2 separate regions of the Sus scrofa genome follow, and region 1 is linked to region 2. The links are chromatin contacts, called in public Hi-C maps. All regions are on one chromosome and are shown on one strand. The core of a region is the stretch at or near the end of the contact, and the rest is flanking DNA. Distances in the headings are between cores, read along the strand shown.

Region 1 (5,392 bases), core at 664-3,163, 480 kb before region 2:
ACTGCTTGATTGTTTGAGCCCCTGCACTTGGTACCCGGTGCTGCTGCCCAGCTAAATGTAGGCCAACAGGATTTCTGAAAACTGTTTGCAAAGCTGAATGCAACACTTCCTTCATTTGCATTTAAAAAATAAACTCGGCCTTGAAATGGGCATTAGCCAAGCCCTTCTTGAAAATTGAGAGTGAGTGTGATGGAATAGATCTCAGTTCCCCAAAAGCTTCTCTCCCCAGTTCACATGCAAGCAGAGGTGGTTTTATTTTGTAAGTCTCTCTCTCCATTAAACTCTAGCTCAAGCCCTTGAGCAATGAGTTGCTACCTTTCTTCTGAGGTGAAATCATCTTTATCAAGTAGTACTATAACTTTTCTCTATCATTACCATTAAGACCCTTCATCTTGCACAGTGTTTATAATCATCTGTGGGATGGACATTGGGGATTGGGGACATTAGGGTCCCCCTGATTCCCCTCTTGCTATCACAGTGAAAAGGTTTAGTGTCAGAAACGGCTGATACTAAACCTGGCTGGTCCATCTGCTACTGCCCTCTCATTCCTGAGCCCCCCACACTATGTTGTCAAATGAGAGTTTGGGGCAACATTTATTGGCTTTTGGAGAAAGTGGTTGCTTCTCTATTACTAGTCTTTTGTATCTCTTGCATTAGATCTGATCTAAAAAATAATATTAATATGCTAATAATAAAATATAAACTTGGAAAATCTAATCCTCTCATAATATTCCCACTTTTCAAAATTCAAACTCATATAACATAATGGCATAAAGGGTGTAGCATTCTGGATCTCATTGATTTTATCTCAGGGGAAAATATATCTGCATACAGAATGGGTTAATACATATAAATTAAGGTTTCTAAATGAGTTTTGAAGACTATCTCCATCTCTTTTTTCCTCCTTCTGGACTTCACTCACACAGTTGTTTCCTTAGGCATCAAAGATTTCACCACTGCTGTGAGTGTTCTCTGTGGGAGCATGTGGCCGAAATGGACAATACATAAACAACATGTGGCCAGTGTACTTATAAATAAAATCACAGGGACAATTTTCAAAATATGTTTTTTCTCTGAACTTAAAAATTTTCCTTCCTTTTTAAACTTGCATTTATCATCCTGTAGAATGGAGTTTTTAAAGGAAGTAATAGGTAGAGATATCTCTTACATATTCTTGCCTTAGATGACTAAACAAAATTAAATTTCACTGATTTGAATGCAGTTTTGGGTTGTATTTGCATGTTTGTTTGGTGATGTTATTTATAAAAAACCATGACTGTTGGAATAACTGCTGGAGGCAAAGGGGGTGGGGTGACCTCTCTGGAGAAGTTTGATTTGTTTTCTGTGTCTGTAATCAAATTACTTATAAATGATATGCCATGTTGTATAATGTTTGCAATTTTGCTGTCAGAAACACATATATATGCTTTGCGGTTGAATTCACTGAGGCTTCATTTTAAATCATGTAGGTCTCTGAGCCATTTCCACCAAAATGTGGTAAAATGCATAAGTTGGCAATTCAGTTTTATTCAGCCTTTCAAGAAGGAAGGCCCAGATAAGCTTTGCTTGTTCACGTCAGTGATAATATTCATCAGTGAGGCCTAAATCTAATTCTGTGGGCTTGCTACTGCTTTGTTGTACTGTCATTTCTGAACCTCAGTCTTCACTCTCGCTCTCTCTCTCTCTTTCTCCTTCTCCCTCTCTTTTTTAATCACGGCAAAAAGTTTCTTAAGAGCTTAACTTACGGCCAAGTGCCGGCTCCCCCATTTAATTTGTCCTGCTTCCCCACAGCACTTGTACTTTATGTTCAGGCAGAGGTGAGGTCAGTTCTCAGGGCCTGGCTCTCTGGACACCCTCAATGATGACCTCATTAGAGTCACAGATGTTTGCTGCACTTTGGGAGATCTGGAAAAAACAGAGCAGTAAACTAGGCCAGCTTGCAGTAAGGCTGTTACCCACAATTCAAGATAAAATGCTGGATAGTTCCCACTAGGTTCTGGTCGGCTAGGAAACGGCAACTTATTAATCTTGTGTCAGAGAGCCAGCTGCAGCCGTGGCAGTTACCATATTTCACCACCAACTCCATGTCTGGACAGCCATTGTCTTTTTTTTATGAAAAAACTCTACAAATCAGCTGCGTTCTCTCTCTCCCTCTCCCTCTTCATTCCCCCTTTAACTCAGCAAAGCCCCCACTCGTCCTCCTTGGAGAAACAGCACTCCAGCCCTGATAGAGTTCGGGTGCGTCGTCCATCCTGTGGTTGGTTTACTAATTCAGAGAGACTGCTTACTTTCCAACTTTAATGATATTCCCTCAGCATATCACTTTGGTTGCCTGGCGACCGGATTTGAGCTAGGCCTCTCATTTGATTCCCACACATCAGACCCTGAAAAGCACTTTTTTTTCCCGTCCCTCAGCTTTTGATTCTTTCTGCTCTGAAACCCTTCCCCTGCGGTGTCAGTATGGGTGGGCAGAGCGGGGTAGAGGAGGGCAAGGGTGAAGCGCGGCCTGTGGCGCCCTGGTCACACATCAAGGCCTCCAAACAAAGCCTCCAGGAACCCTTCCTGACAAACACAAATTCCCCTCAGAAAAAGCAAATTTGGCTTTCCCTTCATAGTGTGGGTGTCATTTTAAGACTTTCCTTAGATACTTTATTAAATCTGATGCTTTTCATTGTTTTTCATGCCGTTTCTCACAAAGACTTCCTATTATCAACAAGTTGCTATAGGAATAAGCAAACAGATTCAGTGAAGAACTGAAATCATCTAATAAATTTGAGCCTGTCACCCATGTCCTTATAGGTTTTAATATTATCATGTATATGGTAGTATAAGAATTGCCTGTCTTAATTTTACTGTAATGTGCCCCTTTTCCCACAGTGAAGAACATTTTATGCTAAAATCTTCATGCTAAAATCCAAAGTGCTATTGCATAAGAAAATGGAAGATTTGTCTTTTTGGGTCTTTTTAAAGAAAAATAGAGATGCTTACATCCATTGTTTGAAAAGGCTCAAGTGAGAAAAATTATAATGAGCATGTACAATATGTGTGTCTTGTGATTGAGGCTGCTAAAAAAAAAAAGGAAAAGAAGAAAGTAAAAGAAAAATTCATATGAAGTGCATTTGAGTTTTCCTGTAGTGTTATTTCAGTTGTTTAAATGAAAATTTGTGTGTTGTGATTGTGTCCTCAAAATAGCACAATAACAAAAACGGTTGGAGCACTTAATAAGTTAGTTTTACTGACTAGAGTTAATGCATACATCTTTACATGTGGATTTCAAATATATATGTATCTATACACATAGACATATATTTGTAGATGGCTCTTGAGATATTAAAATCTCCATACTCATGTCTTTTTTGATGATCAGTCTATTGTAAAATGTAGTCCAAATATTCTTGTTAGAGTTTATTTTCTCACAGATCCCTGAAAGATTTGCTCATGTAACTCCCATTCTCGTGTGCAAATCCCCTGTGTATTGACGGGAGAATGAACTTCTAATTCCACACTGAAAGTAGAGCTGAAAGTAGGATTCTTAACCTTTACTCTCTTGTTGTTGAACTTATATGAGGCTAACAAAAAGTTCTTTACCCTTTTCTAGCAATGATTAAAAATGTGTACAAAGTTACTGCTTTTCTACTAACACTTTTTTGGATTCCTCTCCACACACTCACCTCCATACTGCCCTCCATTTTCTGTACTCACGGCATCTACTACCTGCTATGTGATTACTTAGTTACTAAGAGGTTGAGGGAGTCAGTTTCTTACTGTACATTCCTACATGCCAAAAAGGAATGTTTTCAGATTAGTGTTAAAGCTTCATTTTTCTTCTGTTCAAAGTTGTAATTAATACATTATTTGCATTTTAGCTGTGCAGATGGGCAAACCAGATATCTATTTATAAATTCAATTGATTCAGTTATTGTAATATTTGGTAGCTTTATACTTCATGTATGCCAAGAATATTCTGGTTTTTTAAAATTGCATGATATGCATGCATATATATATGCATATACATATATATATGCATATACATATGCATATACATATATGCCAGCAGATATTGAATGAGTGCTATATAAAATATTTCACTGGTAAAAGCTACTAATAAAATGAGATAACCAGGCTCCCTTCTATTTTATTTTTTTTCTTTCTGAATTGAATGTTTGGCAATCAGACCAAGAAGACAAAACTCAATATAAAAATATATTCAATATAAAAATTCAGAACACCACACTAATGCCAGCATCTCATATTTAGGCTGTGATTAAGGAGGCAGAGGGTCAAGTGGAAGAGAAAACCTGAATGTTTTCAGGGAGCTGGCAGAGTGGGGGAAGATTTGGATACTCAGGGCAGAGTAAATGTAATAACTTAAATACCTGTGAAGAATATCTCAAATATACTTAGCAAAAAAAAAAAAAAAAGTTTGAAACCCCCAATAAAGAGCTGACCTTAGTGACAAATTAATACTAGAAAATCAATGTTGTGGTCTTTCTTGTAATGCAAAAAATTACAGTTGTTATTCTATTTGTTCTTTTCTCTACTTTCTCTCTCTTTGGATCTAAAATAGAAATTAAAAAAACAAAACAAAACAGGAACACCTTAAGAAAGGATTTCCTTTAAAATATTTTCAGTCTTGCAAATATCAAGTTTCTAAAAATCCTGTGATGGAAACCTGATAATTTCAAGTTCCTTTTCAGAATGTAGACCACTGGAGAGGCATGCACTTTTGGATGCTTGCCTAAATTGTTTTGTCTGCAATTCTCACCACTAATAGCAACTCACCTAGGCTGTAGAACTGTCCTCTGAGTCTAAAGACCCTTGTATGTTCAAAAGGAATAGAGAACATTAATCGAGAATAGGTGGTGTTTTCACTCTTTTTCTCAGTAGAGGACACAACTATCAAGTCTGAGTTTGGAAAAATAAAGGCATATTGATCTTGTTAATGAATGGATAGCCATCAGAACCTAGAATTATTGTGTAGTTATTTTAATGGTGACAGAACGTGCATTTGTGTAAGATAAAAGTACAGGGAGAAAAAAAAATCTTTGATCCATGATTTTTGACCCCAAGGATTATTTCCGTTGTTAAGAACTAATCATGGCTTATATCATCATCACCATCATCATGGATGTGTATGCCAAGAATAGCTGTATCAAAAATAGTAAATATGTCATACTCTCAAGTGGCACTTGACTCTTACTGATATGCTACTCATTTTAAAAAATGCCTGTAAATGAACTTAGTAACAAGGAAAGGAACAGGAAAATGAGGAGATCTGGACATGTGTCCTCATCCTTGTCCTGATGCTTAAGCCTCAGTTTCCTTGGCTGCAAAGTCAGAGAACTGTGTCACATAGTTTTCTAATAGTCTTCAAATAGTACTTACTATATAT
Region 2 (5,728 bases), core at 1,187-3,686:
TTGGCTCAATACCCCATCTGCTAAGCTACATGAAAATTTTTAGAATTGACTCCTTTCTGGCAACAAGTGGCATAAATCAGTTTAAGTCCCCATCATGCTTATTCATGCTGCTTAGAAAAGGAGGGGGTGGATTTACAATATATGTCCCTCGTTTCTATTTTGGAAATGACATAAGCATTTCCATTTTTCAAGAGTACTTATTCAATTAATCATCTAGCCATTTATTTGTTGCATTTCACATTGAAACATGCTACTGGGCTAGAATACCAAGGTTTTAGGTACTTTGCTTTCTTGGCTGCGCACAGTATATTCCCCGAGGAGTTGAGTATAAACACAGTGTTATCCAAGTAAATGAAAGACTCAAGCATAATTTCAGTGTCCATATTTCAAAAATTTATTTATCTCAAACTGTGCATAATGGAGTAAAAACTTAAGTTGAAAATGTACCTGTTATAAGGATGGTATTAGTTCAAATATATACATGGATTCTCGGCAGACTGATTCAATAATACAGAGCCGAATCTTTAAAATACAACTACGGAAAATAAAAGGGGGAAAACCTTAAAATATCACAATAAATTTACAGAAATATTACAAACCATAAGAAAATATTTCAAACACAGTAATTTCATGTTGCTTTTTATCTGAACAAAATGTAAAGTTGGGAAACAAAAGCTATTATAAATTACCAACGATGTCAACCTGCTCATGGCCATTTTTGCTTTTAACAGTAAGTTTAAAAAATTTAGTACAATCTAAAACTTTTGCCCCTTTAAAGAATACCATGGAGATGGTTTTGCCCGTACTTATTCTAGTTTTTTCCTTTTGTACAATTTTTAAACAATTAAAATGTCCAAATCTGAATAATTTTCTTCTTTGCACATTTGCAACTGGCCTAAATTTCAGCTGCAGAATCAAAATTCAGCAAGAAGCCTCTCCTTGAAAAATATTGGCAAATTCTCAGCTTATAAACAATGGACATTTTGATTGCCATGTTTATCTCGATAAATACTGTACAAAAGTTGCTTGCAAATATTAAAACATTTTTTTTTCGTCGCTTGGAGACTAGCTCTAAATATTATTGGTAAAGACTTTTGCAAACTTTCTGCAAAGCTCCTACCGTATCACTAGAACTTTTAAAAAGTTTTGCGTAGTTTTCTTTCCTCCAGATCTATACAAGGTCCATTCCCTCGCCCTCCCCACCCTCCCCACCCCCTGGTTTTCTCTGTACAAAAATAGTCCCCCCAAAAGAAGTCCAAGATCTCTCATAAGTTTTCTTGCCGGCATCGCGGTTTTTTGAGTGTGGATGGGATTGGTGTTCTCTTTTGCAGATGTCATTTTTTTTTGTGGGTGATGATTTTTTTTTTTTTTAAGCGTACCGGGTTTTTCTCCATACTGTTTCTTACTCTCCTCCCATTTCCCTCTTTTTCTTTGAAAATTTTCTCCCCCCGCCCCCTCCAGTTCACTGTCCGGCCCTCACATGTGAGAGAGAGGCAGTGTACCGTTGATGGCCGTGCCGGGCACCGGGCCGCTCTGGTAGTGCTGGGACATGTGAAGTCTGCTGGGGGCGGCGGGCTCTGGCACCTCAGCGCCGGGGAGGTACATGCTGATCATGTCCCGTAGGTCCCCGGCCTGGCAGGGCGCCCTGGAGTGGGAAGAAGAGGTAACCACGGGGGGGCTGGAGCTCGCCTCGGACTTGACCACTGAGCCCATGGAACCGAGCGCCATGCCAGGGGTGCCCTGCTGCGAGTAGGACATGCTGTAGGTGGGCGAGCCGTTCATGTAGGTCTGCGAGCTGGTCATGGAGTTGTACTGCAGGGCGCTCACGTCGTAGCGGTGCATGGGCTGCATCTGAGCCGCGCTGTGCGCATTGAGGCCCGGGTGCTGCGGATAGCCCAGCTGGTCCTGCATCATGCTGTAGCTGCCGTTGCTCCAGCCATTCATGTGCGCGTAGCTGTCCATGCGCTGGTTCACGCCCGCGCCGAGGCCGGCGCCCACCCCGACCCCGCTCGCCATGCTGTTGCCTCCCGGGGCCAGCAGCCCTCCGGGCAGTGTGTACTTATCCTTCTTCATGAGCGTCTTGGTTTTCCGCCGGGGCCGGTATTTATAATCCGGGTGCTCCTTCATGTGCAGCGCTCGCAGCCGCTTGGCCTCGTCGATGAACGGCCGCTTCTCCGTCTCCGACAAAAGTTTCCACTCGGCGCCCAGCCGTTTGCTGATCTCCGAGTTGTGCATCTTGGGGTTCTCTTGGGCCATCTTGCGCCGCTGCCCTCGGGACCACACCATGAAAGCGTTCATGGGCCGCTTAACTCGGTCTGGGCTGTTCTTCTGGTTGCCGCCCGCCGCCGCAGCAGTAGAGTTGCCACCGCCGCCGCCGCCCCCTGAAGTTTGCTGCGGGCCGGGCGGCTTCAGCTCCGTCTCCATCATGTTGTACATGCGGGCGCTGTGCGCGGGCCCGGCCCGCCGGCAGCAGCCGACCCTCTGCCCGGCCGGGACTTTGGGGGGCCCGCGGGCGGGGGGAGAGGAGGAGAGGCGGGCGGGGGTGTCGGGAGCGCAGAGCTCCGCGAGGAAAATCAGACGAAGAATAATTTGGGGGAAGAAAAGAAAGGCAAACTGGAATCGGGATCAAAAAAGCGCTTCCCTCCTCTTCTGGCCGATCCTGCCGCCGCCGATGATTGTTATTATTATTTTTTGGAAAGGCTTAAGCCTGGGGCTCAAACTTCTCTCCCTTTCTTTCTCTCTCTCTTCTTTCTCTCAGTCCTAGTCTTAAAGAGGCAGCAAACTACTTTCCCCCTTTTGCAAACACTCTCTTCTCTGCCTTGACAACTCCTGATACTTTTTTGAACAAGTTAATAGACAACCATCCATGTGACGGGGGCTGTCAGGGAATAAATGGGTTTCCAGCGACCAATCAGCGCGCGGCGGCTCCTCCACTCGAGCCCAGCCTCGCGGCCGGGTTTTGCATGAAAGGGGGCGGGGCCTGCCGCGCCGCGGGCCGCGCGGGGGAGGCGAGGGGAGGCGCGGCGAAGAGGGAGGGGGAGGCGGCTCCCACAGCCAGCCTGCCAGCCACTGAGAAACCTTTGTATCCCCCCTCACAGCAACAGGTCACACCACACGCCTTTTCGAAGGAAGTGGGTAAACAGCACTAAGAGTATGATTTTTTTCTTCTTTAAGTTTAATCTTGATTTACTTTTTGGTGCGAGCTGCTGAAATGAGGCAGGGGCACGAGAAGCTGGGGTGGGGGTGGGGCAGGGCAGAGAGGGTGGCTCTGGGCGACTGTCCTACTAGTATTTCAGGAAACCGGCTGAGCTGGAGATGGTGTGTCATTGTTCTCCCACTCCTCCGCACACTTCCCCCCAACTCCAGCCGCTCCAGCTCTTCTCCCTAACCTAGCTCTTCCGGTTGCCCCTCTTCTTCCAAGGGTGTCGACATTCGCTCACCCCCTTGTCACACTGTCCCGACGAGAAGTTAAGAGACTGAAAGCTCTGTCCTCAAAATCCTCCTTGCTTCCACGTAATTTGCTCTGTTTTAAAACTAAATCCTGCTCGGACTGGAGCTGAGGCCAGGCCGGGCCTGGGTGAGCAGCCGAATCCCTGCTCTTTCCTGCCCAGTTCAGCCCTCCGGGCAGGAAACCGGGAGGTTTGCCTTCACCCCAGCCACATCTCCTACCCATCTTTTTCCACTCTGTCAGTGCAAAGGGGATGCTCGTTCTCTCTCCCCATTCTGCTGAGCCTTCCTAAAGGAGGGATCTCAGTGGTGCCGGTTTCCAAAGGGGGCTGAGGGAAGAAAGAGCAACAGAAGGACGCTCAGAAGACTAGGGGGAGGGTAATAACTTCCTGGCATCCCAGGGCACAGCTTGGAGGTGGCTTTTGAGCTTACAAACTACCTCCCACGCAGAGTTCCCCAGAATCAGCCCTGGCATTCCCCCCACTGAGTTCCACGGCTACGGCCACGGCCGCATTGCCCCTGCCGCCAGGGGCTGGGGCTGCGCTCGGAGGGGGCTCCAGGCTTGGGAGTGTTCTTCAGGCACAGGTGCAGGCCGGGCTGGCTGGAGGAAGGCGACCAGGACTGGGGAAGGGGGGAAGCCCCCTCAAGGCTCGGGCTGGAGGAGGAAGGGATGGGGGCGGGAGTAGGGGCTCAGGAATCTTGCCCTCCCAGGACCCATGAGGGTAATTTTAGCCGCTTTCCCATTGTCCCGATGTAAAGATTTCAATAGGTAGGCGCTCAATGCGCGGAGCAATGGCAGCATGTCCGTTACAAATAGGTAGTTTTGTTTCTCTTGTTGTCGCTACATGGAGTCAAACAAAGCCCCGTCTAAGTTTCCTTCCACTCTCTTGTTGGGATCTTTGTGGCTAAAATGCACTTGACTACAAAGCCGGGGGCTGGGGGGGGAGAAAAAAAAAAAACCTGATGCTATTTATTTTTTTATAAAGGGCTTAAACCATCAGGGTTACTTATTTTCTTTCTTCTGTAACCCTCTTCTCCGCCCCCCTCCTCCCCTGATCTACCCTTACTCACCCTAAGAAAATGTACTGAATAGTATCCGTAGGCCACGTTCCATTTATTATCTTTACAAACTGTGCATTGTTTTGTTCCTTACTAACCTTCCCATAACCATCCTCCCCACTCCCTCCCAACTTTTCCATTCCCTGACCTCACAGGCGTTTCAGTTCTTGTCAAACTCGATAGGTATGCTCACTGGAAACCCAGAAAAGTTGTGAAAAAGAATCTTGCAGACTTTTCTTAAAAAAATTGCTATTTCCCATCAGCCTCTCCCCCTGCAATTCTCTTTTTTGCTCTGAAGTTACTTTCGTTTGTTTTTTACTTATTAGGAACTAGGGAGGGATGAAGCTAGCCTTCTGGAAACTCATAAATATATGGTACTCTTCAAAATAAAGCAGTGTCTTCTGTTTATTCAAGGTGTAATATTAAGCTAAACATGGATCTGGAGATTAGGAAAGAGAAAAGGTTGAGTTGAGCTGGAGAAGAGAAGGCGGCCACCGGCTTTTCAGCGCGTTTGGTTTCAGGGATGTGGCTGGTGCGCCCCCTACTGGTGGATTCTCTTTTCCAAAGACTATTGCTTTTATCTTCAAAAGGTGTTTGGAAGTAATTAAAGAAAAAAAATGAGGGGGATGGGAAGAAGATCAAACTAATTACACGTAATCTAAACAAAAGAAAAGTTAACATATAAGCTATGGAATCAAATCACAAGAATCGGATTTAATTCGCTTAACTTAGAAATGTACATATAACCTCGAGATAAGTGGGAGGTTAAACCATGGGAAAAAATAGGTACAAATTATGAGATTCAACATATGAATGAATTATGATTGTCCAGACACCATGAAAGACAGACCAAGAATTCATTTTATGATTGTGTATGCATTGGTCCGCGCTTAATAGCATTATTCCAAAAACTTTTTAAAAGCTTATGGATAATTAAGTTTGAGGGGGAAAAAAAACCCCAAAAAACAAAAAACCAAGGGGTTGGTGTGGATAATGGTAGTATATATACATTAAAGTAAATATTAATAACAGATGGTTATAGAAGCAAATATTAATCTCTCTCTAAAGGGTAGTAATAAGAGGCACAAGTTTTTCCTTGGTATGATATATGAAAGCTTTTATACATTCTCAGATGCATGTGTTTGTGTCTGAACTCTACAATAATGCATTTAAGAGGTTAAAGGGGCTGGCTAGGTCTTTTGTTAATTGCTTTTATCATATA

The links. Hi-C and Micro-C count contacts between places; a contact is called where the count stands out from the background.
Region 1: a contact with region 2 is called in a Hi-C map of brain, with 13 times the contacts expected there. The contact joins the enhancer-like site here to the promoter of SOX2 in region 2. A contact is called at or near these places in 1 of 5 promoter capture datasets (liver), 19 of 47 Hi-C or Micro-C datasets (adipocytes, brain, embryonic fibroblasts and 12 more) and 1 of 2 datasets of contacts at active chromatin or transcription factors (skeletal muscle).

Annotation. Positions count from the first base shown.
Region 1 is chr13:120,144,017-120,149,408 of Sscrofa11.1, reverse strand. No RefSeq gene overlaps it. Among named protein-coding and RNA genes, the nearest start is that of SOX2, 480 kb to the right of the region's middle. Within about 2 kb of position 1,913, at least 12 of the 83 cell types and tissues checked have an H3K27ac peak or open chromatin away from gene starts, as enhancers often do. A contact at or near this core is called in brain, where this site is marked.
Region 2 is chr13:119,665,184-119,670,911 of Sscrofa11.1, reverse strand. SOX2 (SRY-box 2) reads right to left here and starts at 2,436. Exons shown (of 1, transcript NM_001123197.1): 1 at 1,477-2,436. The coding sequence starts at 2,436. The coding sequence ends at 1,477.